7 separate regions of the Mus musculus genome follow, and regions 1, 3, 4, 5, 6 and 7 are each linked to region 2. Evidence: chromatin contacts called from public ChIA-PET, Hi-C, HiChIP or PLAC-seq and Micro-C data. All regions are on one chromosome and are shown on one strand. The core of a region is the stretch at or near the end of the contact, and the rest is flanking DNA. Distances in the headings are between cores, read along the strand shown. Region 1 holds the start of Ccdc71l (coiled-coil domain containing 71 like). Region 2 holds the start of Cbll1 (Casitas B-lineage lymphoma-like 1). Region 3 holds the start of Pik3cg (phosphatidylinositol-4,5-bisphosphate 3-kinase catalytic subunit gamma). Region 4 holds the start of Prkar2b (protein kinase, cAMP dependent regulatory, type II beta). Region 5 has its middle 5.0 kb from the start of Gm40374. Region 6 has its middle 39 kb from the start of Gm33308. Region 7 has its middle 26 kb from the start of Gm40374.

Region 1 (3,651 bases), core at 82-2,581, 880 kb after region 2:
CAGCTCAAATATTTAAAGGAACTATTTTAACTGTATGCAGATCACAAAAATTTGGCATTGCATTCATTGTGTGCTGCAAAATAAGATACTTACTGAAGAAAATTCTAGCACCAGGACATAGATTTAAAAAAAAAAAACCTTATTTTACAGAAATCTTAGGGGCTGGAGGGTATAGATCACTAGTAGGGTGCAGTCTTCATATGTGTGAAGCTCTGGGTTCTATCCCCAGCAAGGGGAATAATGAAGTTTAAAGGACTTCAAAGAAAATTGCAATATAAATGCAAAATATATAATTACCTTGTTCTAAGCAATTTCAGTGCTGCACTCCATTTCAAACAGGCAGTGCTATTTCATACATCCATTTGGTATGCATTCAACGCCTATTATGTGAATAGGCAGCGAGTTGAGAGTGAATAGAGGAATTGACAAAAAGGATGTCTACTACTGTCTTCCCAAATACAAAAGGTGATTCATTCTTAAGGATGTATTCTTCTCAAAGAATCTTATTGATTACGTGGAATACTACATCAAGGATAGAGATGGTGCTGCGAATGGCAATTTAATACCAACTGAAATGTGGAATAGCACTCTGATTTAAAAAAAATGTTTTCTTTCAGCAGAACAGCTTTGCTGCCATTGCTGTTTGTCCAACTTGAGCAGACTTTTTAGTTCATACAGTATTAACTCTTTTCTTTCCCAGTGACCTGTACCTCCTAAATGTGCCAAGATGGTTCCATTGCCCAGAAGGAAGCTGTCATCAATGCCTGAACTTTTAGTTTTCTTAAAAGATGGGGTCAAGAGAGGCAAAGCATATGAAGATGCCAAAGCAGGATTTGAGACTTTAGAAGGGATTCATGAAATGCCCATCCCTTCTAGTTTATACCCAACTCTCTCAGCTGTTATACTATCAAGTCTTGGGGTTCTCTCTCATTATTCAGACTGGTAGACTTCCCCAGCTCAACCCACAGCTGAACACAATCACCCACGACACCCCCAAACATGGCACTCACACCCACCCACTTCCTTCTCTTGACAGGGCAACCCTCATGGATCCACCCAATGGTTGACTGGCCTTCCAGGGCCTCACCATCACCCACCACAGCCACCATGTTCCACGAACTGGCCTCTCCCCCATCAGTCCCCGCCCCTCACTCGGAGAGCACCCAATGGGAGGAGCTGAGGCCGTGGGAGGCGGGGACTAAGGCGGGCCCATTTAAAGAAAGGCTGAGGGCGAAAGGAGGCAAGAGAAGAGAAGAAAGAGAAGCCAGGGGAGGGGGCGGGCGCCGTCCAATGACAAAGCCCCGGGGTGGGCGCCCGCCGCTGCCGCCATCTTTAGCCCGGCCACAGGACAACCAGCGCGTCCTCCGCCCCGAGGGGGAGGGGCGGCGAGGCGAGAAAAGTAGCGAGCGGCGCCGGGCGGAAGGCGCCAGCACAGGCTAGCAGCGCCGGGCGGAAGGCGCCAGCACAGGCGAGCGCCGCCGAGCCGGGCGCGGACAGGGACGGCGGGCGGTCCCGAGCGGCCTCTGATGCGACGCGGCGTGAAGAGGCGGCGGCGCCGGCCCCGGGCTGCCTGGGGCGGCGGCTACGGAGCGGAAGGAGGGGCCGGGCTGGAGGCGCTGGAGGAGAAGGTGGTGTACTCGCGGTCGCAACTGTCGCTGGCCGGAAGCACGGAGGCGCTGGGCGACGCCTTCAAGCTCTTCATGCCCAGCAGCACGGAGTTCATGAGCTCGGAAGCGGAGCTCTGGAGCTTCCTCTGCAGCCTCAAGCACCAGTTCTCCCCGCACATCCTGCGCAGCAAGGACGTCTACGGCTACTCCTCGTGCCGGGCACTGGTGCCCGACCCCCCGGCGCCCGACAGCCGCCCCGCGCGCCGGCCGCGCCCGCGCGCAACGCCCAGGAGGAGGCGCCGTGGAGCTCGGGCTGCCGCGGACACCCGTAGGCCGCGCCCCGCCGCTGCGGCCGCGGAGCCCGGGCCTCCCGCATCCAGCTTCGGGGGCCGCACCCTGGAGGAGATCTGGAGGGCGGCCACCCCGACGCTGACCAGCTTCCCGACCATCCGCGTCGGCGACGACGTGTGGGGCGAGCGCAGCCTGGCGGTGGCGCGGCGCAGGGCGAGCCAAGTGCTGCGAGTGGACCTGGACCCGGTGGTGAGGCTGCGCCGCTTCCCGGTGCACCGGCTGTGATGCGCGCTGCGGCGCCTCCTGCCGGCCGCCGCCCGGGGAAGCTTCCGCGCGCTGGAACGGACTTATGTCAATGTCAGTCGAATGTTTACAGAACCGGCCCCCTTTGGTGCACTTTATGCGCGAACTAGGCCCCTGGATGCGGTGCGGCGCCGCGGTCCAGGATCGGGACAGGTGCGGCCCCCACGCCCGCGGCCAGACGGGACGGCCGGACCCGCGACAGAAGTCCCTTTGCTTCCCAACCCGGATGGAGACGTCTCCAGAACCTGGAGGGACACGTGCGTTTTCTCCCTCTCGGACTCTACCTCACCGGTCTGGAAGACCTCCGAAGACTTACAAATTTTTTTCTCCAAAGGAATTTTGTTTTCGTGCTTGTGTAATACAGCCAGAATTTTACTTGCTCCTGATTCCCCTTCTGTTTTCTTTTTGACTGTCAGCCCCACTTTCTGGACAGAAGATCGACTATGTTTCCTGGTGAAGTGCTGGTGTACGCTCAGGGTATTCTGAAGGCCACTCGTTTTCTAATTTTTACTGGATTCCAAAGCTTTGATCAAGGTCGTCTTTTAAGAGTTTCAAGCTTATGACTGTTAATGTAAGGATTTGTATGGCTTTGAATTTCATGAGCTCAGTGATTAACAAGAGATGCAAAGTACAACTTTAAAATAAAAGGTTAAGGTGTTTATATATAAAGTTTTATATTGAAAGTTTATATTTACTGAGCTCCTAAGTAAAATGGTAGAATATTCTTTAAAAGTTTTGTTTAAGAAAAAGTTGACTTACTCTATTCATTTAAATTGAATAAAATTGAAGTGTTTTGAACCACATGGCTTGTGATAAAAATTGAATAAATTTTGAAGAAGATGTTGGCTACAAGAATGACTGGAATCCAGTTGGAGGTGTTTGACCTCGCTTCCTGGTGTAACATAATATTCAGGATTGTTAATGGGAAGAGAATTAAGATGGAAGTTGCTTAGGAGAGATCAATACGTGTGGACATTGTGAATAAACAGATAAACAGAATACCCTTTAGAATTCCCAGAATTGTGAATGATCTATAGGGAGGGGCAGGGGCATTTCTTGGTACCATATAACTGGTCAACGTTATTTGGCAGAAAAGTAGATCTTAATTCTTTGTTGTTGAATAACAAGAAATGCCTAAGCTAATACTCATTGTATTTCTGAAAACCATGACAATTGGTTGACAGTTTGTCCTATGAGTTTTCTTTTTCTCTTCTTCCCATTCATCATTGTGTTTGCAATCTTTGATAGCTGAAGGCCACAGGAATCAAAACATGGAGCCACACAGTACTGACCCTTCTTGTACTTGTCCACTTTTATAATAGCGTGTATACCATATGGCCCAGAGTGGAGTTCTTGATTATCCAAGTGCCTTTGGTCATTGGTGGCGGCAAGACTTGGTGGGTTTTTAGCCAGTGGTGCCACAGCCAGCTTTTTCTGCAATACCTAAAGG
Region 2 (3,423 bases), core at 834-3,333:
TGATTTAAAATCTAGAAAAGCTAACATTAAACAGAAAGGAGAGCTGTCTGGAAACACTTTTTTGTTGTTTTTTGTTTTTCGAGACAGGGTTTCTCTGTATAGCCCTGGCTGTCCTGGAACTCACTTTGTAGACCAGGCTGGCCTTGAACTCAGAAATTTGCCTGCCTCTGCCTCCCAAGTGCTGGGATTAAAGGCGTGCGCCACCACCACCGGGCCCTGAAACTCATTTTTTAACCTTAGCTAGGTCAGTAGTGATTATTTTCATGTTAGAATAATTTTTATTTCCCCAGGCAATCTTTGGCTAATAACTTAGAAACTAGGGTAATACTTTTACCCATGCAGTATCAAGACACTCTACTGGGAAACTCAGGTTTTTTTCATTTCTCTCACATACTTCCACAAACCAACCTATTAGCAGCTGCTGGATTCTCCACCAAAATATTTGTGGCAACTGCCTACTCTATGTCCTGCTCCCACTCCCCCTGCCTACTCTCTCTGTCCTGCTCCCATTCTCCCTACGGCGTTGCTGGGGACCCGTGCTAGCTGGTTAAGTTGCTCTACCACTGAGCTTCGATTCAACTAAACTGAGCCTCCCTCTGTGGCACTGCAACCACCCATAGATGATTTATACTTACTTCTGTTGTTCCTCTCCTACACCATTCTCCATAGAAGAGTCAAAATTGTTGCTTCATAGCCACTTAAACCCTTTATCATGATTTTCAAAGTCCTGAAAAAGGTAATTTGTGTTCTCCTTCTCAACTTAAAGCTAACTAGTCTACCGACATTTGGTCCTCTCTATACCTTCCTACCATTCCAAAAACACCTTTCCCTGGCACTCTGAAACTTCCTACTCCATGGGCATTCATTTCTCTCTCTTTTCTTTTCTTTTCTTTTTTTTTTTTTTTTGGTTTTTCGAGACAGGGTTTCTCTGTGTAGTCCTGGCTGTCCTGGAACTCACTCTGTAGACCAGGCTTGCCTCAAACTTAGAAATTCGCCTGCCTCTGCCTCCCAAGTGCTGAGATCAAAGGCGTGCGCCACCACTGCCCGGCAAGCACCTGTTTCTAAAAGTTCTCACCACAAATTGTAAACAGCTGTTAAAGAAGAAACCAATCTGCTTGTCTCCTTTGACAGAATGAAAACTCGAAGACAAGAACGTAGTCTTATTGTTTACCATTCCACCATTCTATCTCCAAGCCTACAAGTATCTGCATGCAATTATATAACTTAGTGTTTGAAGACTGGGCGCACTCAGTCAATTCCTAAAGAAAAAGCCTTTCCTCCTGCTTGGCGATAAAACTGTCTGAAGCACTCAAAGCCAAGTGCTAAAACTAAAACCAAGAAAACGAAGCCAGCAGAAATGAGGTTTGAAGCTACTCGTAATATGCGATGTCCCCAAAAGATGCGAAAGGACCACGGCCGAAGGACCGGGCATGCTTTGAGTTCCGGTAGAAAAGATGCTCCGCTTATAACTTCGAAAACTATATCCGACTCTCTTCTCTAACCACTAGTCCGCGAAAAGCCAACAAGACAATAACCACAGGCGGTGACCACTGCAGCAGCCGCCCGAAGCCGAGAGGCAGCAGGAAGTCTCCAACCCACTCTCGCCCAGAGTCCGGACGCTTCTCCAATTCCGAGAGTGGAAAACGCCCGCCTATTTCCCCAGCAAAAGTGCAAAGCAACCGGAATGAGAACAAAAACAAAAACAAAACTGGGACCCTCCCTTTCCAACAAGTCTGCGCGGAGGAGGGTCCCGAAACGAGCTCAGCGGCACCAAAGGAGCCGTGCTGCCGGTCTCCAGGATGGAGGCACCGCTCCGGAGGGTAGGCCGGGAAGCAGCAGACTCAGCCCGGGACCGGGTCTGAGCTTGCTTCCTCTCCGCCACGTCCCGGCGCAGTGGGGCGAGCATAGCCCCTTGTGCCTGCTGGGCGACCAGTCCCACACGAGCCACGGGGGCAAGAAACTAGGACCCCCGCTGCCTCCGCCTCCTTACCAGTGTGATCCATGATTCGGCTCGCGGGGCACAGTGGGAACGGAAGTCAGTCGCTCCGGAGTCGCAGTAAGCGCCTGCGCCCTACCTTCCGGAGCGCAGAGGCGGAAGTGCGCCCGAACTGCTCTCACGGGCTTCCCTCCCTAGCCGTAGCACCCGACTCCGGCGAAGGAGTCAGACATAGCCAGGACTGAGGCGGGAAGAGGGGGAACACGAGGGTTTTGGTGTCGAGGCTGCTAGTTCTCCCCAGAGGCAGCCCTCAGCTGTAGGAATGATACTTCTCGCAGTGAGAAAGCAATAGGAACCAAAGGGAAGCGCGGCAGGCAGGTAAGCCGCCGCCCGCCCCCCTGCGGCGCGAGGCCTTCTGGGATTTGTAGTCCGCCCAGAGCGCAGTCTCAGCCGTTGGGCTGGTCCCACCCCAGCGGGCGGAGTAACGGTTTGGAATGCCCCCCGGATCCGCCGCCGGGTGTAGAGAAGTGTAAACACGCACGCTCCGTGGGTGCCCGAGGGAAGCTGTGTTAGGCGTCCGGGAGGGAGGCAAGGTCCTCATTGTCTAATTGTGCTTTGTCCTGAGGAACCCCAACGCCCACTCGACACGCGCGTTTGCCCTGGCTCCCACCGTAGTTTCTCAACTGAATCGCGTGTTACAATGCTAACTAGCCCATGGCTCTAGAGAACACCACCAGGCTCCTGGAATCCCTGCTAAAGCTGGAGGGAGCACCAGGAGGTCCCCGTTCAACGAAAATACAAAGCAGTTGTGTGCAAAGGGGGTGAAGGAGGGAAGATAGGGACCGATGGAGTCGGAGGGAGAGCGTTAGAGCTTGACTAGAAGGAAGAGATGAGAAAGGGCAGGCCCCGACTGAAGAAAAGAGAGTTACCACAACAGGCGGTACCTAGTTCCAGTTCTTGGTCCCTGGGGTCTGTGGTTGCCGCTTTCATCTTGCTCAGCCAAAACAAAGAAGAGTGTCAACGGCGACTGCTGAAGACCTTCAGAGCACCCCCCACCTCGATTTGGCTCATAATAGGTCTTCTGCCTTCCCCAGCCCTTCACACTTGAAGCTCTCGTATGAGTAGAAAGGAACACAATTAGTGGAAAACATCAGCCTAGGAGTCAAGGGATTTGGGCTCTATGCTTGTCCCTTGGTGACGACATCGTTACCTTGGGTTGTTCACGCTTTCAGTGCCAGAGTTCCTAGATCAATAAAACATTATTATGTTGGCCTTTCTTAAAAATATTTTCACAGTACTCAATTCTGAATCAAGTATGTGTAGCAATGTGTTGTGTGCGTTGCACAGTAACAACGGTGACTAACACTGCAGTGATCCTAGTGTAAGTATACCATGTTATTTAGTGATTGTCTTAATTGTGGTCTTTTCCAAGACTCCCACTCATTGCGGCTTTACAAACAAGGTTGTAGGTACACTCAAATAAGGAC
Region 3 (3,256 bases), core at 346-2,845, 710 kb after region 2:
AAACTGTCTGAACCCAGTCTCCCTAGTCAACTTCCTGTCTTCTTTCTTTTCATTTTTTCTTTCTATATAAGAAAGCTAGTCATTCCATTCATAAAACTCAAGTGTAGTAAAACTGGTGAAGATTGTAATCAAAGCCGTGTCCCCACACATACCATTTTGGTCATGGAATGCAGAGCATTCCAGCTATCACTGCTATATTAGGGCAGGGGGAGGTGCTAACATACATGGACTTTACCAATATGAACTTTTAGGTAATTTTAACTGAGCCAGTTGGTTTGGCCTGCCTCTGCTTTAGAGGGGACACAGTAGAAGACGTGATTCCTGCCCTCCCATGACCCGAAACAATAATTCAGTTTCCTTATGTCCTAATATTTTCATCTCCATAGCAGGAATTTACAAATTTGTTCCCATCATATTACCTATATTTAGGTATTTGCCCTCTACAAGGTATTTAAGCATAACTATGAACCCATCAACTAATGACTGAAATGCTCAGAGTTCCAAAACTAAAAAATAATCCATAAAAATGATTCATAAAAATTTTGATTTTAATATTTAACATTGCTACATTGGTACTACATTATATTCTAAACCACATTCAAATATTGAAACAAAATATTTCAGAAAATATCATTTACTCTCTAATTGATGTTAATGAGATCCATAATTAGTTTTTCCTGAAGAACAGTGGAGTGTTAATTATATACCCCAAAGGAGATCTTGATTAAAAGCTATAAAAGACAAGTTACATTGGATCTCAACTTATGTACAATTCTTGGGTTAAACTATTTTAAAAGTCAATTCTCCCTCCTTTTAAAATATAATGAAGCTATACTTAGTAAATAAATGAAACCAACTGTCCCAAACAACTGTTGCTTGGTAGCTTAAAGCATTCACTTTGGTCTTTTGGTATAGTATAGAATAACCAACAAAGAAAAGAACCATAAACTATTTTGATACTGACATGAACTTAAAATAAAACATGTCCAAATTTAAGCATACAAATATAACTCAGTTATCTGCCTCAGTGACAGCAGGAACTCACGCTATATAGCACGATACAAGGTACAGAAGAGAAAAGGCTGACCAAATACTCACTGGGTTTCCTCATGGCTGGGACTAAGTAGCTTTGTCCTCTTACAAAAACACTGTCTGGACAGAATTCCCAAGCAAGCACTTGGTCGACTCTGGAGCCTGTCCGTCACGGGCTCTGTGGCCGCCCCTTTCCGCACAAACAAAAACAGAAAGAACTAGTGCACCTGCAAGCCCTTGCTGGACGGAACTTTGTGGATGTACACAGTCTAAGCGCGCCGAGACAAGGAAACTCAGACGCTCGGGGGTTGGCTCAGCTTGAACCGGCAATGGATCCAGACAAAAAGATTCTAGCTGAGAAGGAAGGTGTTACTGTTCCAAGTCATACCAAGCAAAGAGCAAACAACAGAAAGCAGTCGTACCTGAGGCAGCCCTGGAGGTGATGCGGAGGAGGATCATTTGTTTACTTTAGGAAAAAAAAAAAAAAAACGAATCTAGACCTACCCGGGGCACCTCGTCTCTTCCTCTTTTCTGGGGCTCCCTTCATATCCAGATGCAGAGGAAGTGTTGCAGTTACCAGGAAGGAAGTTTTAACCAAGTTGATTATACATGTGATTGCTCATTTTAAAAGTGTCAGAAATGCATTTCCTGCTGAAGCACACACAGAGCAGAGCGGAACAGAGAACGGTGTTTGCCTTACTATTTCTCTCACTCTTTGAATTAACTCTTCAAAGATTGTGAGAGACTCAGACAAACCAAAAATATACCCAAGGCATAAACAAATGAAGCGTGTGTGTAGCTAGCAATAAGTAGAAGAAAGGGCTGCGTAGCCACAGTATTGGATTGCTTGTAGTGAAATCTATTTCCCTTTGAGAATTCGAATAAGCCCTAGTGTGTGTGTGTGTGTGTGTGTGTGTGTGTGTGTGTTGTAACTGTGGACTGTTGGGCTCAGTCTGGATGCTTGCAAGAGCAAAGCCTGGGAACTCACTTCCTTACATTGGTGAGACCTCCCCCTGCCTCCCTTCTAGACCATTCAAGTCTCAAAATATCACAAACTGAAAGTCCTGCAGCATGCAATGTGTGTGCCTGTTGCTGATATGCTGAGTGTGTGTGTGTGTGTGTGTGTGTGTGTGTGTGAAAATGAATTAGTCAGACAAAACAGGAGGACATTGCTCTCCTGGCGACATTAGGGAGCTAGAAACTGCCTGCTCCAGGCAGGTAATCACTGAGAGATGGCTTCCAGTTTCCACAGGCTTGGAGAACAGGGAGGAGGCAGGCTCTGAATTCTTCTTAAAGCAGTCCTATATTTTCCAAGTAACCTCAATTCCTTCTACAACCCTAAGCATAGCCAGTCGTCCCCTGTTCCAGGGGTCTCTATACCAGGGCTTATTCTCCCCCACTAGGCTGTCAAGGATTCCAGCTGGAACAGCAAGAAGGATAGAGGAGCCTCACACAGCCCTCCGAAGCACAGCCTCATGAGTTTCTTTGAGCTTCGTGGATATTGAGATAGAGTCTCTGACCTGTTCTATTTCCTCTCACACAGTCCTTGTGATGGTTCGTACAGATTGTAAACGTGACAGGATCTGGAATCTAAGAGACAAATCTCTGTGCATCCCTATAAGCCTGTCTCTAGACTGGCTTAGGTGAAGTATATAAAGGTCCACTCTAAACATGGGAGCTGCAGTTCTGGATGGGAGAAAGCCAGAGAACGGCAGGCCCTGTTCATCTGCTTCCTGATGGCAGATGCAATGTTAGCAGCTGCTCTATGATCCTGCCGGCATGACTTTCCTGCCACGATGCACTGTACCCTCAAATTGGGAACCAAAATAACTCCCGTTCTGCCTTAAATTGCTTCTGTTGGATGCTTTGTCACAGCAACAAGGAAAACAGTACATAAAAGATAAAGTCCTTTGGGTCTTAGCTTTAAAATAGTGGTTTAAGAGTCAATAGCAGTGGTCAAGTCTTGATTCAAAGGCTGCTGAATTTCAGATATGTAAAGGGGGTATTTCAGCTTTCCAAAGCATATTTCTATGTAAGCATACTTCCTTGAGAGGTTGGTATCTTTACAAGTCTCAGGGTAGCTTGAATTGTTTAGGGGGGAAGACTTACCAAGTTATGCTTCACTCAGTGTGTGTGTGTGTGTGTGTGTGTGTGTTTGGGGGGGCCCTGACAGCAGGTGAAGTGAGTAGGGCTCTTCAGAGGGGACGCTGACCTGAGGGGACTG
Region 4 (3,341 bases), core at 752-3,251, 560 kb after region 2:
CATTCAGGACACTAGTCCCCTTTTCCATTGTGCATTGCTTGCCTGCGCTTGCATCCCCATGCCACAGACACATAGCATGTGCACAAATGTGTGTGCATACAAGTATTAGACGTCACTGTCCTTTCTATACCATCTGTGTAAGATGCTGTCTAGTTCCCCTTCCTAGTGAGACAAGCATCTGATTTGGTGTGGGAACAATTAAAACTATGATTACCCTATTCTCAAAGCACCCAAATGTCCCAAATTAAAAATCTAAATAGCAATCTTTCACATTCACAGAGCACTAACATCCAGGGTTTGTGTGTTTTAAACAAGCTAAGAATGCATTAATTTTATAACCCATTCAACATATAATTAATTCTACAAAGGAATGAAAATCTTCCTGGGAGGAGGGCGTAAGGGAAATGAAGTGAATGGCCCTTTAGTGTTTTCACTGTGTGAAAGGCATTGTGGACACACAAATCCCACACCAGCAGCATCAACAAATAAAAGCTGCATGCATGCTCGCCTCACACCACCAAGGAAAATACTTGTCCATTTGCACACCACGGCATTTCAGCCCGGGCTCCTGCAAAACCTGGGGTTTGGTCATATTGTGTAAACACGCATGTGTGTCTGGTGTGTCAGGGAGAGGTGGGAAGCATAAGGGGTGGGACTCGCCAAAAGCAGCTATTTAAAACAATCCCTTTCTCTCCCATTCATTCTCTCTAGCTTCAGTGTCTGGCGTGGTCCTTAGATGCTGGCTGGCTTTTCATTAAGACAACTGACAAAGCTCTTAGAACTTCCCATGGTGTTATTTTTTTTTCCACACACTTTAAAAAGAACATCAAAATCATTCAATATATGTTTTGTATCTTTTTTTTTAAAGAAAGAAAATCATTGGCCTATTTCCTCATGCCAAAGACCCCCTAGGTATCAGGCTAAATATGCTCCTTTGTTATATGTCCAAAAATATCGCCACCACATGGTATTGGAAAAACTGGAAAATAAATTATTCGTATTCCAAGAATGTCACAGCTATTATCGTTAATTTGTTTTACCTCAGCGAGTCCGATTTCACACTCTTCTCACTGAGTCCTACATGCTTCGCCCTTTCTCCCAGAACACTCCATTAATAAATCTAAAGGGCTGAAAAGAGGCCGCCAAGCGCCCTTCATGCACAATGGTACTCCCGGAGCCTGAGACATCTCCAACCACGGGAAAGTTAACGATCCAGCAAGATGCCCACCCTAAATCGCCCCGGAAAGAGAGGTGACAGAGGGGCAGCGGGAGCGCAACCTCTCCTTTCCCCACCTCCAGAGAAAGGGAGGGCATGACAAGAGAGCTGAGTAGGAAGGTGGGCGAGTGGGAGCGACCGAAATGGGTGCTGAGGGGGTGGGCGTAATGGGAAGGTGGAGAGCACGGGGAAGGTGGGGAGCTCAGCCCGGGGTTCAAGAGCGAGGCGGGGTTCGAGAGTGAGGCGGACGCGGCGGCCGGGGCTCAGGGCGCGAGGGGGCCGGTCCTCACCGTTGAACGCCCCTGCTTCCGCGGCCTCCTCCTCCTCGCCGTTCTCGGAGTCGGAGCGCATGGGCTCCTCGGCGAAGTTGACACCCTTACTGGGGATGCCGCCCCCGGCGGCTGCGCCCGCGTCCCCCCAGGTCCTGCCCTCATGGCCGAAGCGCGCGGCGCCCTTGCGCTCGTTCTCCTGCTGCAGCCGCGTGAAGTGCTGCAGCGCGAACTCCAGCAGGTCGGCGGGCTGGTGCCTCAGCACCTCCACCGTGAAGCCCTGCAGCAGCTCCGTGAGCCCCGCGGGGATCTCGATGCTCATCCTGCCCGTGCACGCCGAGGCGCCTGGACGCCGCCCTCGCCCCCTATCCGCGGTCCGGTCTCGGGCTGCGCGGCTCCCGAGCGAGCGCCCCGGGCGCTACCGGCTGCGAGCGCGGCGCACTGGGCCCCCGGCGAGGCTGCTCCGTGCGGCGGCAGCAGCAGAGCGAGCACAGCCCGGGGAGGGTTGGCAGCATCTCCAGCTCCTCCCGCTCCTGCTCCCGCCGCCGCTGCGCCGCCCCCCGCCCGGCGCCCCGCCTCCGCCCGCGCGCCCACGTGATCCCCGGAAACCATGGCAACCCGGCGGGCGGGAGCACTGCCGCCTCTCAAGTGGCCCCAGGGTGGAGGCAGCCTGAGCCTGGGGCGTGGGGCTGAGGCCGCGCGCTCCACCTGAGCTCCCTGAGCGAATCCCACGCACCTTTCTCCCTGTCCCACGCAGAGTTGGTGCGGCGCAATTCCTGCTGAAACTTCAGCCTCCACCTTGGTGGCTTTTCCTTTTCCTAGAATCCAACCCCAAGAGAAACGTGCGTGGTGTCTTTTGTTAGTCGCACAGCCCTACTGGTTCTCTTCTGGATAAAAGAGATGCTGCCACTTGTCTGTCACAAAATTTTCTTTAATTCCGCCTTTTAGCCTCGTGGCTGTGATGGTTTGCCTTACAGATGCTCTGCCACACTCTGCTTAGTACATTTCCTACTGGTTACTGAGACAAAGGCCGCATTTATTGTGTAGCACTTAACAAAGTTAGTTGATCCTTCAAGACAGGATACAGGGTAGTCAGGGCAGCTGGACAGACAACTAAGGGTGTGTTACCTGATTAGCCTCTTGTTGCTTATTTTTAAAACCTTTCCTGACACTTTGCGTCACTTCAATTAAATCTCCAAAATTTGAATATAGCAATAAAAAGGAAAAGAGAACTACACATTTGTGCTTTTTAAAGAAAACCCTTGTCTTTAAAACGAGCCTATTCTGAGAATTTTGAAACAGAAAAATTTATCTTTTGCCAAATTAAACGCTGTATAAATATGCATACTTTATTTTCTACGATGCCCATTTCATTGTAAAGCAGTCCAAGTGCAAACTCACTTGAGTTTTATTTTATTCTTAAGTTTTATTTATTTATTGAGTTTTATTTTATTTCCTTAGTTGTTCTCACTTACCTTTCTGCCCACACATAAGGAAAATATGTGACTCACGAAACCCAAAACCTAGAAATCAAAAATATCATTTCGTTTTATTTTTTAAAAATTGCTTCTTACCCATTTGTTTACAATGTTTATTTATCTTTTTTTTTCATAAGGGAATTCATTTCTCAAGTTCAGTTTCTTAACCTCATAATAATAATACTGGTGTGTGTTTTTTTTAAAATAACATACTTCTAAATTGTAATTGTGTGGTGTATAAGAAATAAACTCAGAAAAATGTGGTCTTCACATGAGGCCATATGGAACACAGTATTAGTCAAGTTCTCTACCGAAATGTTTTGCAGATCCAATAATCTAAGATGTATTTCTATCATGTTTCTCCCTACTGCTCAGCAG
Region 5 (3,380 bases), core at 642-3,141, 640 kb after region 2:
AGAGAGAGAGAGAGAGAGAGAGAGAGAGAGAGAGAGAGAGAGAGAGATTTAAAATAGATTTCCCACCAGAGGTTACATCAGAAGGTAAGCAGTGAAGACTTCTGCCTCTGGGTACCTGGGAGAGGGTGCGTTTACACTGAGCAGCAAGCATAAAGGTTCTACAGCGGGAGCTTACGTTCTACAGCCGTCTCCAATCAGCCAGGGATTTGATGGGCAAGTTAGCTGGGTTCTGTATTTCTAATCAGAACAACGTGATTAATATAACTAAATAATAATAATAAATGTATTCATAAAAAGGGTGAAGTAAAAAACATGTGATGATCTTAAGCGCCCCTCTTAGCCCCCTCTTTTTTCAAGATAGGATTTCTCCTGTATAGCCCTGGCTGTCCAGGACTCACTCTGTAGACCAGGCTGGCCTCAAACTCAGAAATCTGCCTGTTCCTGTCTCCTGAGTGCTGGGATTAAAGGTGTACACCACTTCTGCCTGCTTTTTCTTTTTCTTTTTCTTTTTCTTTTTCTTTTTCTTTTTCTTTTTCTTTTTCTTTTTCTTTTTCTTTTTCTTTTTCTTTTTCTTTTTCTTTTTCTTCTTCCTTTTCTTTTTCTTTTTCTTTTTCTTTTTCTTTTTCTTCTTCCTTTTCTTTTTCTTTTTCTTTTTTTCCCTCTCTCTTTCTTTTTCTTTTTCTTTTTCTCTTTCTTTTTTTCTTTGTAAAATTTGAGAACTTCATACATGATGCTGTATTTACACTCCCCACCCCTGTCTTAGTCAGCATTCTATTACTGCAGGGAGAACCATGACCAAGGCAACTCTTCAAGGCAAGCATTTAACGGGGGCTGGCTTACAGTTTCAGAGGTTTTGCCCATCATCACCGTGGAAGGAATCATGGCTGCATTCAGCAGTCACAGTGCTGGGGAAAGAGCTGGGAGTTCTACATTTGAATCTGCAGGCAGCAGGAAGACAGAGACACTGGGCCTGGTTTGTGTTTCTGAAATCTTAAAGCCCAACCCCTAGTGACACACTTCCTCCAATAAGGCTACATACTCTCCGAGGCTGCAATTCCTATCTCTCCCAGATAGTTGTCACTCCCTGATGACTAAGTAAATATATGAGCCTATGCTGACCATTCTTATTCAAACCACTGCACCTCCATTGTCTTCTTTCCATGCCCTCTCAAAAGCATGATCTTTTCTTCTGTAATGTTTTATACACATTATTTACATATATGTGTATATGTTTATATATGTATACATGCATGCACCTGAGTAAGTTCATTTAGTATTGCTCAGATGTGTTTGGGGCTGACCACTTGGGCCAGCCTATCGAGGGACTCATCCCTGGAAAACACTGATTCCCTCAAAAGCCATTAATTGCCTGTAGCTCTTCATCCAGTGGTCTTATGAGATCTCCCCATCGCACTGGCAGGTAAACTGATGTGGTCATTGCGCATGTCTTGTTTAGGACATGTTTGCTGGGGCAAAGGGCAAGTAGACGCCTTGGGCAGCTACCTGAGTAGGTGGAGAAGGAACAAAGACAGAATGAGGTTTCCTCTGAGATGCCACCTAATGGCCCAGATGCCATTATGCCTACTTCTGCGAGCTTCCAGAGAGCCCCACAAAGCTCCAGAAGGGCCTAGACTAGCGCAGACTCCTCCTTCCCGACCATCCTCGTTAGCTAAGGAGCACGGGAAAGAAGGTGCATCTGTCCTTTGTGCTGGGCTGCCGCAAGGTGGATTGTTTCCAGGATGCTGCACCAGGCCGGTTTTCCAGGGAGTGATGTAATCTATAGGGAAGCGGGGAGCCCAGCAATTCAGCAGGGGGAAGTGGGCTGGGCTCCCAGAACCTATAAGGCTGTTGCTGAGCAGGGCTCTGAGGGAAGAGAGGAAGAAAAGCATGGGCAGGCCACAGCTGGGGTACAGCTTGGCTTGCTGCAAAGAAGGAAGAAAGCTGTGTGCTCGGGGTGGGAGGGGTGTGGGTGGAGGTGAGGAAAACCAAGGCCAGGCCTGGCGCTCGCTCATCCAATACGAACACGTACGTGTTCTTGAGGGAAGGGGACATAATTGTCCAGCTGAACATCAGATACTTGATCTTTCCCTCATTTGTGGCATTATATTTGACTCTTAGAACCTCACAGGGTAAGAGGAACTGGTATTATCAAAAACACATTCTATAAAGAAGATCCACAGAAGTCAGACATTTGGGTCTGACTTTGCCCGGCACAAGCAAGAGTTAAACCCGTGGGTGATGACTTGGGGGCCATTTGGTGTTGGCACACATTTCATGTTTGCTTCTGTATGCTGCTGTGGAGTTGACATCAGGCCTCTGGACTGACTTTCCTTTACCCAGCCCCCAGACAGACTCACTGTGTGAGCACTTTGTGGCTTGGCTCCTATGGTGAGCCTGGGTGCTGGCTCCTGCTTCCTCTCTGCGCCTTGTGTATATTTAATCATGTTGACGGAATTTACTTTAGTCCAAATTCAGGCTCTTAGCCATTTTCTTCTCTTTGACTCTTCCCTATTTATGCAAACTCAGACCAAGAGCTTTGTCTTTTTCCGACCTTGATACACAGCCCACCACTCCCCTGTAACCCTCATAGTCGCAGGAGTTGAAAAGCTCCCCACTCCCTTTGAGGGGTCTCTGGCATTTTGAGTTCCTTTCCCCTTCTAAGCTGGATATTTGCTTGAGCCCACCTCTCCCCGTTTCCAGTTTTTCCAAGGTTTGCTGCTGGCCTGACTAGACACTTCCCCTGCTCATGTCGTCTGACAATTTCCTGCTGCTGGAAAACTGTCCTCATTTCATTATTTCAGCCAGAAGTTATGGTAACCTTTTTTTTTTTTTTCCTTTTCTTTTCTTCTGGATATAAAGGAGAACCAGGGGCAGGTATTCATAATGTTCAGACTCATAATGTTTTGACCCATAGGAATGGGGTCAAGGCTAGGCAGGGCTCACTGCTCAACACAACACTCAACTTCAAGGCACTACCATGTCTACAGGGAATCTTCTGGCATGTGGTCATCCTAACAGTGGCTGGAAGAGAGTGAGGACTTGACTCCTCCCCCCTTTTACAGAGGAGGAAAAACGGGACCATGGATTCCACATTTGTCCTTGAGCAATGATACCAAATTTTTTCATTAAAAAAAATTCCCCATTGGGTTAGAATCTACGGTAAAAGTTCAAATTAGAGCTGAAATCGACCTTGAGTCTGGCTCTGAGTACAATCTACATCTTAATGAATTCACTTTGGTCCAAGGGCTGACAAGTCCTTCTCTCTGAAATCTCACAGGCTCACTCTTGTCTGTGTTCCAGTGCCAAGCGGATGCCGATGGCTGGATGTACCTTACCTAAACTCATAAAGCATGTATTCTAAAGATTTATTCCATTTGTAT
Region 6 (3,567 bases), core at 232-2,731, 790 kb after region 2:
TTTTAGAGGCTGCCAGTCAAAAACAGAATAAAATTCATGAAGTCCTGGTGCTTGGAGATGGGAGGATGCAGAGCCAGAACCCTGGGAAGGCAGGGGATGAGACTAGCAAGAGCAATACCTCTAACCTCATTAGTCTGATTGATAACAGTACTAATTTCAGTATAAATATCCTCACCTTTGGGTCCCACACTAGTAATGGAGGAGTTGAGCAGCCTGGCTGGAAACAGCCCCTCCCACACTCATCTGATGACACCGCTGGTGGGAAAGTTCTAGGAAGGTTGGATTCTCTCTGCAGCATACCAGACTTGAGCTCAGCCTTTAAACTGGCCCCTTGGTTATGTGGAGCACAGCTCTGAAGAAGAGGCAGAGATGGGAGGTGAGTGTGGAAGAGGCAGGAGGCAGCTGCACCTCTGGCCTCATCACATGGACAGAATGACTGCTCTGGATTATCTTGAAGGTAGGGGTGGGTGTCCATTTTATTATTTTATTTCATCTATGGGTGTTTGCCAGAAAGCGTCAGTGCACCATGTGCATGAAGCTCCTTCAGAGGCCAGAAGTGTGAGCTGGGAATTGAACCCAGGTCCTCTGGAGGAGAAGCCAGTGCTCTTTATCAGTGAGCCTCTTCAGCCCCCATCTTATTTCTATTAGGAAGCAATTAGTGATTGACCTTTCTTCTCACAACCCTGCTTCTAGATTTCAGCACCTTGGGGCTCTGCTGCAGACAAGGTTGTCTGTGCTTAGGAAGTTGAACCGGGCACTTGTTTTGTCATATGACTAAAAGGACTTAAGGGGAGAAGAGTTAAGTTTAGTTTACAGTTTCAGGGTTCAGTCCTTCATGACAAGGGAGTCATCTGGCCACATCCCATTAACAGAAAGAAGGAAGAGGGAGAGAGGGAGGAGGGAGGCAGTCATGGAGGTAAAGAGGCAGGGAGGGAGAGAGGGGGTTGGGTAGGTCTAGGATCCTAGCCTATAGATGGGAACTGCCCACGATTAAGGTGACTCTTCACACCTCAGTAAACCTAAATCTATTTAATTCCTCACAGGTGTACCTGGAGGCTTGATTTTACATCTTGTCAAGTTGACAGCATTAACTACCACAGTTGGGGTGAGAACGCTGTTAGGAGCAGACAGATGAAAACGAGGCGATGACAAGGTCCACCTTTCCATCCCTGCAAAGGCAGTCTGCTCCAAACACGATTCTCCCTCTCCTGATTTCATTTTGATTGTGTCCAGTTCCTGGCCACATTCTCATCATGTTTATCTTTGCAGTTGCCTTTTGTTTAAATGGACCGAACTGGAAAGTCAGGCTGTGCCCTTCAAAACTATAAAAGTCAGGAAAAGAAGAGTTTTCTCCCTGCATTACAGTCCCTGGGGTGGACATTTTATTGTGTGTCCCTTGACATGGGGTAAGTCAGCATTCCCCAGGGGCTGGTAGTTTCTTCCGTGTAGCTAAAGGATAAGAAACCATAGCTGTGGTTGCAGAGCAACAGTGAGAGAAGGCTATGAGGGTGTGATCACCTACAGAGAAGAGACCACAGGAGGAAGTGTGTGGCTGACTTCTGCAGTTTTGTAGTTCAAGTCTAGAATAACTTTGCTTTTTAAAATAAAAGCCTTGTAGAGCTGGGGAGATGGCATTGGCTTGTTCTTCCAATCCAGTTTCAGGTCACAGCATCCACATGACTACCTGTAATGGTCTTCTGTACCAGGGGATTTGGCATCCTCTTCTGGCCTCCTGGGCACAAGGGATGCAGGTGATGAACTTAAATACATGTAAACAGAACACTCATACACTTAATAAATAAATCTTTAAAAGAAAAGCTTTGCATCTTTAACACATAGATAACATTAAAAGCTTTATTGAGTCAGTACCTGCTAGTTTTAACTCTTTCGTTCTGTTATTCTTTAAAATAATATTTTTGTTAATTATTGGAGAAATCCACACAATGTATTTTAATCATACTCACACCCCTCTCCTAACTCCTCCAAGATCCTCCCCCATATTTCTACCCACCACACTTCATGTTCTCCTTGCCCCCATGTGAGTCTAGTTTGTGTTGGCTGACTGACTACGCCTGAGAGTGGGGTCTGCCATGAAGTGTGGTCAACATACCAGGTGTTACACCATTAAAGAAAACCTATTTCCCCTCTCCAGTAGCAATTAAATACCAATAGCTCCTGACTAGTGTTGAAACATCATGCCTATCTCCTCTTCTCTGTACTGGGATTTTTCTGACTTAACTTGTACATTGCTGAGTGGGTATTTGCCCTATTGTGTCTGGAGAACACTGGCTTTTTTGAAGCTACCCACCATCTTTTAGCTCTTAGCATCTTTTCTCCCCTGTTCCACTTACATCCCTAAGCTTTGAGTGGGCTGGGCACTCTTAAGTCTCTATTCTATGAACATTGGCCAGAGGTGGTCTCCATGAATTGCCATCACTGCAAGAAACTCTTCTGGTGAGAGCTGAGAGATGCTCTGGTCTATGGGGAGAGCAGTAAGTCAGTAGGAATCAGTTTATTGTTATGTCTATTTAGAAGAAAAAGAGTAGTAGGTTTCCCTCTCTTAAGCTGCAGGTTCATGGCTTCATTAAAAAGGTCAGGTATGGGTTCCATCTGCTAGAGCTGGCTTTATATTCAATAAAAAGTGACAGGTTACTCTGGTGACACTGTTGCACCAGTGGGCATGTCGTTCCAGGCCCTTATCAGAGCTCTGAGCATTTATAGCTGGGTAGGATTGATTATTGCTTTTCTCTTTAGTAGAGTGCATAACACCTTCTAAGGACCATGAATAGCTTTGTTAATTTTTTTAAAGGGGGAAGCATAGATGAATTGAAAAACATCTATCTATCTATCTATCTATCTATCTATCTATCTATCTATCATCTATCTATCTATCTATCTATCATCTATCTATCTATCTGCGAGGATATTAGAAACTTTTTTTTTTGTTTAGATACATTTTATGTCAAGTATGAATATTTTTACATATAAATGTGTTTTTTCCCCTAATTACTATTTTGGGTTTTAGTAAATTCATTATCACTGAATGATGGGAGAGGCCAAGATGTTTTTGCAGTTTAGAAATAGAATTCTATAGAACAGCTGTGTTTCCTTGATAGGAACAGTAGATCATTTGTGGGCTGGGCTGGGCTGGCAAAAAACAACCAAGTTCTGAATTAGTAAAGCTTATATTTCTCCTGCTGAGCAGAGAGACAGCTTGTTAGGATGGTTCTCAAGGGTGGCGCGTCGGGTGATGGAGGGTGGGGGGTTGAGGGGGGGGGTGGGGGTGGGGGGGCACGTCACAGCAAGGGTTTCTTAGGAGCTGGTGCTCAGGCTGGGTGTAGTGGCCCTGTTTAAGGATACAGTGGTGGAGAGGGATGAGAAGGACACATTTTAGGATTGCAATTCATCCTGTGCATGAACCTAGACCCCAAAAGACAAACATCACATATTCTTTCTTATTTGTAGCTATTATCTCCAAATATTCAGATGTGAATGTACACCATGAAGTCACACAGAAACCTGGTAAGTAAAAAGAGAGTATGTGTTGGGGAGAAAGAGCTCTAGAGA
Region 7 (3,421 bases), core at 346-2,845, 670 kb after region 2:
CCAATGGCAGGCAACAAAGTCAGAGACAGCCCCCATTTCGATTGTTAAGTAACCCACATGAAGACCAAGCTGCACATCTGCTCCAAATGTGTAGGGGGCCTAGGTACAGCCCCTGCATTCTCTTCGGCTGGTGAGGCAGTCACCGTGAGCCCCCAATGGGCCCAGGTTAGTTGACTCTGTAGGTCTTCTTGTGGTGTCCTTGACCCGTCTGGCTTGCTCAATTCTATCTCACACTCTTTCACAAGGTTTCTTTACCTCTGCCTGATGTTTGGCTGTGGGTCTCTGCATCTGTTTCCATCAGTTGCTGGAGGAAGCCTCTCAGGAGACACTTATACTAGGCTCCTGTCTGCAACCATAACAGAATATCATTAATAGCATCAGGGGCTGGCTCTCTCCCATGGGATGGGTCTCAAGTTGGGACAGACATTGGTTGGTCATTCCCTCAATCTCTGCTCTATCTTTATTCCTGCACATTTTGTAAGTAGGACAAATTTTGGGTTGAAGAAGGTTTTGTGGGTGGGTTGATGTCCCCTTCCCTCCACTGGAAGTCCTGCCTGGATACAAGAAGTGGCCACTTCAGTCTCCATATCTACCACTGATAGAAATCACAGCTAGGATCACCTCAATAGATTCCTCAGAGCTTCCTCCATCCAAGATCTCCAGCCAGTTCCAGAGATGCTCCTCATCGATTTCTGTTCTCACTACAAGCCCTCTCCTTCACCCCCTCCCCACATCTGAACCTCACCCCTGTTCCCCTCCTCACACCCTCTCTCACCCAGTTCCTTCTCTCCATTCACTACCCATGACTATTTTGTTTCTGCTTCTAAGGGCCTCCTTGTTACTTAGTTTCTTTGGGTCAACATGAGAATATCAAGATCCATTCACTTGCCTGCAAATTTCATGATGTCTTTGCTTTTAATAGCTGAATAGTATTCCATTGTGTAAATGTACCACATTTGCTTTATCCATTCTTCAGTTGAGGGGATCAGGTTGTTTTTAGTTTCTGGCTATTATGAATAACGCTGCTATGATCATAGTGGAGCACATACCCTTGTGCTGTAGTGGGGCATCTTTAGAGTATATGCCCAGGAGTGGTATAGCTGGGTCTTAGAGTAGAACTATTCCAAAGTTTCTGAAAAACTGCCAAATTGATTTCCAGAGTGGTTGTACAAATTTGCACTTCCACCAGCAATGGAGGAGTGTTCCTCCTTGTTCCACATCCTTGTCAGCATCTGCTGTCACTTGAGTTTTTGACCTTAGCCACTCTGACTGATGTAAGATGGAGTCTCAGAGTCGTTTGATTTGCATTTCCCTGATGGCTAAGGATGTTGAATATTTCTTAAGTGCTTCTTGGCCATTAAAGGTTCCTCTGTTAAGAATTCAGAATCTTTTAAATTTCTGGAGGTTTAAGGCGCCAAGCCTATTTACTTACTGAAAGCCGGCAAATGTGTCCATTCACGTTGAGCAATTAGTACCTGAGGAAGGAGTTGCTCTTAAAGTGAGAGGCTGTTTTCTCTGGTGTCTAGAACTGTGAAACTGTGGACTGAGCACAGCTGGGGTGAGAACGGGGTGGGGTGGGGGTAGTCAAGGGTTTGGTACTTCTTTGTGGCTATGAGACTTCCTCAGGGGAAGCCCTTTGTAGCCACAGGGCTGGTAGCTTAACAGAACAAGTGCTTTGTGATGGTGCAGAGGAAAGGTGGTGTGTGTGTGTGTGTGTGTGTGTGTGTGCAGTGGGGACTTGTGTAGACTTACCTACCAAACACATCAGGTTGCAGAAAGCACTGTTCAACCATAAACCTTGCAATGGTCGGAAATGGTGGGTGGCTTTCTGCCAGACAATAGGAAGCTATTTTAATTCTAAAGTAAAACTAGAAGATTCTGGGGTCGATTGCCAGGCGATTGTTCCTCTGCTGAGAGGCACATGGTGCTTGCTGCTCCACACTGCAAAGTGGCCTTGCATCCCTTGATAGGCCACAGGCCCCCTGACTCAGAACCACACCGAGCCCCGCTTAGGGGATAATTCCTACTAAAGCAGCAGGCAGCAAGATTTACTCAGTTGTGTTAATGAGCAAATGCTTAGAAAAGAATCTGACATTAACAAGGAGTGAAAACAGGCTGTTTGCACCTCCTCAGGGGACTTCAGATGCGAGCTGGAAAGCCCAGCAGGACCACACAGGCAGCACCAGGTCTGCAGTTGGGAAGAGCTGCAGCAAGCAGGACTCTCCTGACTGACTTAGTGGCAGGTGGCACCTTCTTCAAAGCACTGCTATTGTTGAACAGAGATCAAGGCCAGTTTTAGCAGTGACTGATCACCATCAGGTAGGGATAAGGCTGAAGATTTCAAGGTCCCTGTTTTCAAATCCCAACTTCCAACAATAGCTTTGAAGCCACTGCTTGATAATAAGGCCTTCAAATTTAGTCCCTCTGCCGCCCTTTGAGCTTTTAGTGCAGCATGATCTACGTTAAGAGACAAAGAGACGATTGTCATTTGGAATGCATCTTTTTTCCCCAGAAAATGAAAATATTAATTTCTCCTGGTTAAGAAACTCGAAACGTCCCCAAATCCAAATGAAAAAAAGTTAATGCACAGAAAAAACTATCACTATTAATAGTATAAGCTATAGCTCCCAGACACTCAGGAGGCTGAGGCAGAAAGATCCCAAGCTCAAGGTCTGCCTGGGTTACAGTGTGAGTTCAAGGCAAGCCCCTGTAACTTAGGGCTATATAGTGAAATAAAAATAAAAATAAAAATAAAAATGGCTGAAGATACAGCTTATTGGTAGTGTTTGTCTTCCATGTGTAAGGCCTTAGATTCAATTCCCTAGTACAAAAAAACAAAAACAAACACCAGTGTGAGTATATATATATATATATATATATATATATATACTCCCAAACTTTTTATGTATGCACATACTTACCACCACTTACATTTTTAAATTGATTTTTGAGACAGAGTATCTAGCATAGGCTGGCCTCAAACTCCTTAAGTATTAGAGAATAACCTAGAATGTCCTCCTGCCCTTAACTTTCACGTTGGGATTAGAGGTGTGCACCATCATATCTAGTTTATTCAGGGCAAGTGGTTGAAGCCTCACTTGTGTGCACTCTAGGCAAGCACTATCAATTAGAGCCACATCCCCAGCTCTTAATTCAATGGCACTTAGCTAATTGATCTCCTGTAGAGAGACTTTAAGGGCTGTTTGCAAATTTTAGTTATTATAAAGAAGTATGGTGACTATTTTTATTCTCTTTTATTATTATTATTATTTTAGTGTGTGTGTGTGTGCGCACGTGCACATGTGTAGACTAGAGTCTACACATCAGGTATCCTTTATTACTCTTCATCTTAATTTTTTTAGGCCAGGCCTTTTACAACCTGAAGCTTACAGATCTGCAGCAGGCAAAGGGGCCTGGTGCA

The links. A called contact is a pair of places that touch in the nucleus more often than the background predicts. ChIA-PET counts read pairs in DNA pulled down with a chosen protein or histone mark. HiChIP or PLAC-seq counts read pairs in DNA pulled down with a chosen protein or histone mark.
Region 1: a contact with region 2 is called in a Hi-C map of natural killer cells, with 19 times the contacts expected there. The contact joins the promoter of Ccdc71l here to the promoter of Cbll1 in region 2. A contact is called at or near these places in 3 of 39 promoter capture datasets (hippocampal neurons, liver and pre-B cells), 9 of 484 Hi-C or Micro-C datasets (CD4 T cells, CD8 T cells, the G1E-ER4 cell line and 4 more), 4 of 115 datasets of contacts at active chromatin or transcription factors (astrocytes, memory CD8 T cells, pancreatic cancer cells and 1 more) and 2 of 9 other capture datasets (adipose tissue and liver).
Region 3: a contact with region 2 is called in an H3K4me3 HiChIP or PLAC-seq map of pro-B cells, with 4 times the contacts expected there. The contact joins the promoter of Pik3cg here to the promoter of Cbll1 in region 2. A contact is called at or near these places in 2 of 39 promoter capture datasets (embryonic stem cells and pre-B cells), 2 of 484 Hi-C or Micro-C datasets (CD4 T cells and granulocyte-monocyte progenitors), 7 of 115 datasets of contacts at active chromatin or transcription factors (T-cell acute lymphoblastic leukemia, double positive thymocytes, effector CD8 T cells and 4 more) and 1 of 9 other capture datasets (liver).
Region 4: a contact with region 2 is called in a Micro-C map of embryonic stem cells, with 5 times the contacts expected there. The contact joins the promoter of Prkar2b here to the promoter of Cbll1 in region 2. A contact is called at or near these places in 8 of 39 promoter capture datasets (the 3T3-L1 cell line, embryonic stem cells, frontonasal cranial neural crest and 3 more), 4 of 484 Hi-C or Micro-C datasets (embryonic stem cells, olfactory sensory neurons and uterus) and 1 of 115 datasets of contacts at active chromatin or transcription factors (embryonic stem cells).
Region 5: a Hi-C map of the G1E-ER4 cell line shows a contact between it and region 2, with 2.8 times the contacts expected there. The contact joins the enhancer-like site here to the promoter of Cbll1 in region 2. A contact is called at or near these places in 2 of 39 promoter capture datasets (the 3T3-L1 cell line and hippocampal neurons), 2 of 484 Hi-C or Micro-C datasets (the G1E-ER4 cell line and the N1E-115 cell line) and 1 of 115 datasets of contacts at active chromatin or transcription factors (astrocytes).
Region 6: a contact with region 2 is called in an H3K4me3 HiChIP or PLAC-seq map of pro-B cells, with 9 times the contacts expected there. The contact joins the enhancer-like site here to the promoter of Cbll1 in region 2. A contact is called at or near these places in 3 of 39 promoter capture datasets (embryonic stem cells, neutrophils and pre-B cells), 3 of 115 datasets of contacts at active chromatin or transcription factors (large pre-B cells, microglia and pro-B cells) and 2 of 9 other capture datasets (adipose tissue and liver).
Region 7: a contact with region 2 is called in an RNA polymerase II ChIA-PET map of memory CD8 T cells, with 9 read pairs. The contact joins the enhancer-like site here to the promoter of Cbll1 in region 2. A contact is called at or near these places in 3 of 39 promoter capture datasets (the 3T3-L1 cell line, pre-B cells and second pharyngeal arch cranial neural crest) and 3 of 115 datasets of contacts at active chromatin or transcription factors (effector CD8 T cells, large pre-B cells and memory CD8 T cells).

The regions. Positions count from the first base shown.
Region 1 is chr12:32,377,458-32,381,108 of GRCm38.p6, forward strand. It overlaps Ccdc71l (coiled-coil domain containing 71 like), which reads left to right and starts at 1,332. Exons shown (of 1, transcript NM_001162903.1): 1 at 1,332-3,651. The coding sequence starts at 1,527. The coding sequence ends at 2,183.
Region 2 is chr12:31,497,533-31,500,955 of GRCm38.p6, forward strand. It overlaps Cbll1 (Casitas B-lineage lymphoma-like 1), which reads right to left and starts at 2,084. Exons shown (of 6, transcript NM_001253847.1): 1 at 1,991-2,084. The coding sequence starts at 2,003. It overlaps Gm40362 (a long non-coding RNA gene), which reads left to right and starts at 2,088. Exons shown (of 2, transcript XR_872643.3): 1 at 2,088-2,314.
Region 3 is chr12:32,207,064-32,210,319 of GRCm38.p6, forward strand. Pik3cg (phosphatidylinositol-4,5-bisphosphate 3-kinase catalytic subunit gamma) reads right to left here and starts at 1,596. Exons shown (of 11, transcript NM_001146200.2): 1 at 1,455-1,596.
Region 4 is chr12:32,059,276-32,062,616 of GRCm38.p6, forward strand. Prkar2b (protein kinase, cAMP dependent regulatory, type II beta) reads right to left here and starts at 2,002. Exons shown (of 11, transcript NM_011158.4): 1 at 1,507-2,002. The coding sequence starts at 1,807. It overlaps Gm51992 (a long non-coding RNA gene), which reads right to left. Exons shown (of 3, transcript XR_003950224.1): 3 at 2,944-3,008.
Region 5 is chr12:32,136,675-32,140,054 of GRCm38.p6, forward strand. No RefSeq gene overlaps it. Among named protein-coding and RNA genes, the nearest start is that of Gm40374, 5.0 kb to the right of the region's middle. Within about 2 kb of position 1,892, at least 36 of the 459 cell types and tissues checked have an H3K27ac peak or open chromatin away from gene starts, as enhancers often do. A contact at or near this core is called in the G1E-ER4 cell line, where this site is marked.
Region 6 is chr12:32,283,755-32,287,321 of GRCm38.p6, forward strand. No RefSeq gene overlaps it. Among named protein-coding and RNA genes, the nearest start is that of Gm33308, 39 kb to the left of the region's middle. Within about 2 kb of position 1,482, at least 31 of the 459 cell types and tissues checked have an H3K27ac peak or open chromatin away from gene starts, as enhancers often do. A contact at or near this core is called in pro-B cells, where this site is marked.
Region 7 is chr12:32,167,301-32,170,721 of GRCm38.p6, forward strand. No RefSeq gene overlaps it. Among named protein-coding and RNA genes, the nearest start is that of Gm40374, 26 kb to the left of the region's middle. Within about 2 kb of position 1,596, at least 68 of the 459 cell types and tissues checked have an H3K27ac peak or open chromatin away from gene starts, as enhancers often do. A contact at or near this core is called in effector CD8 T cells and memory CD8 T cells, where this site is marked.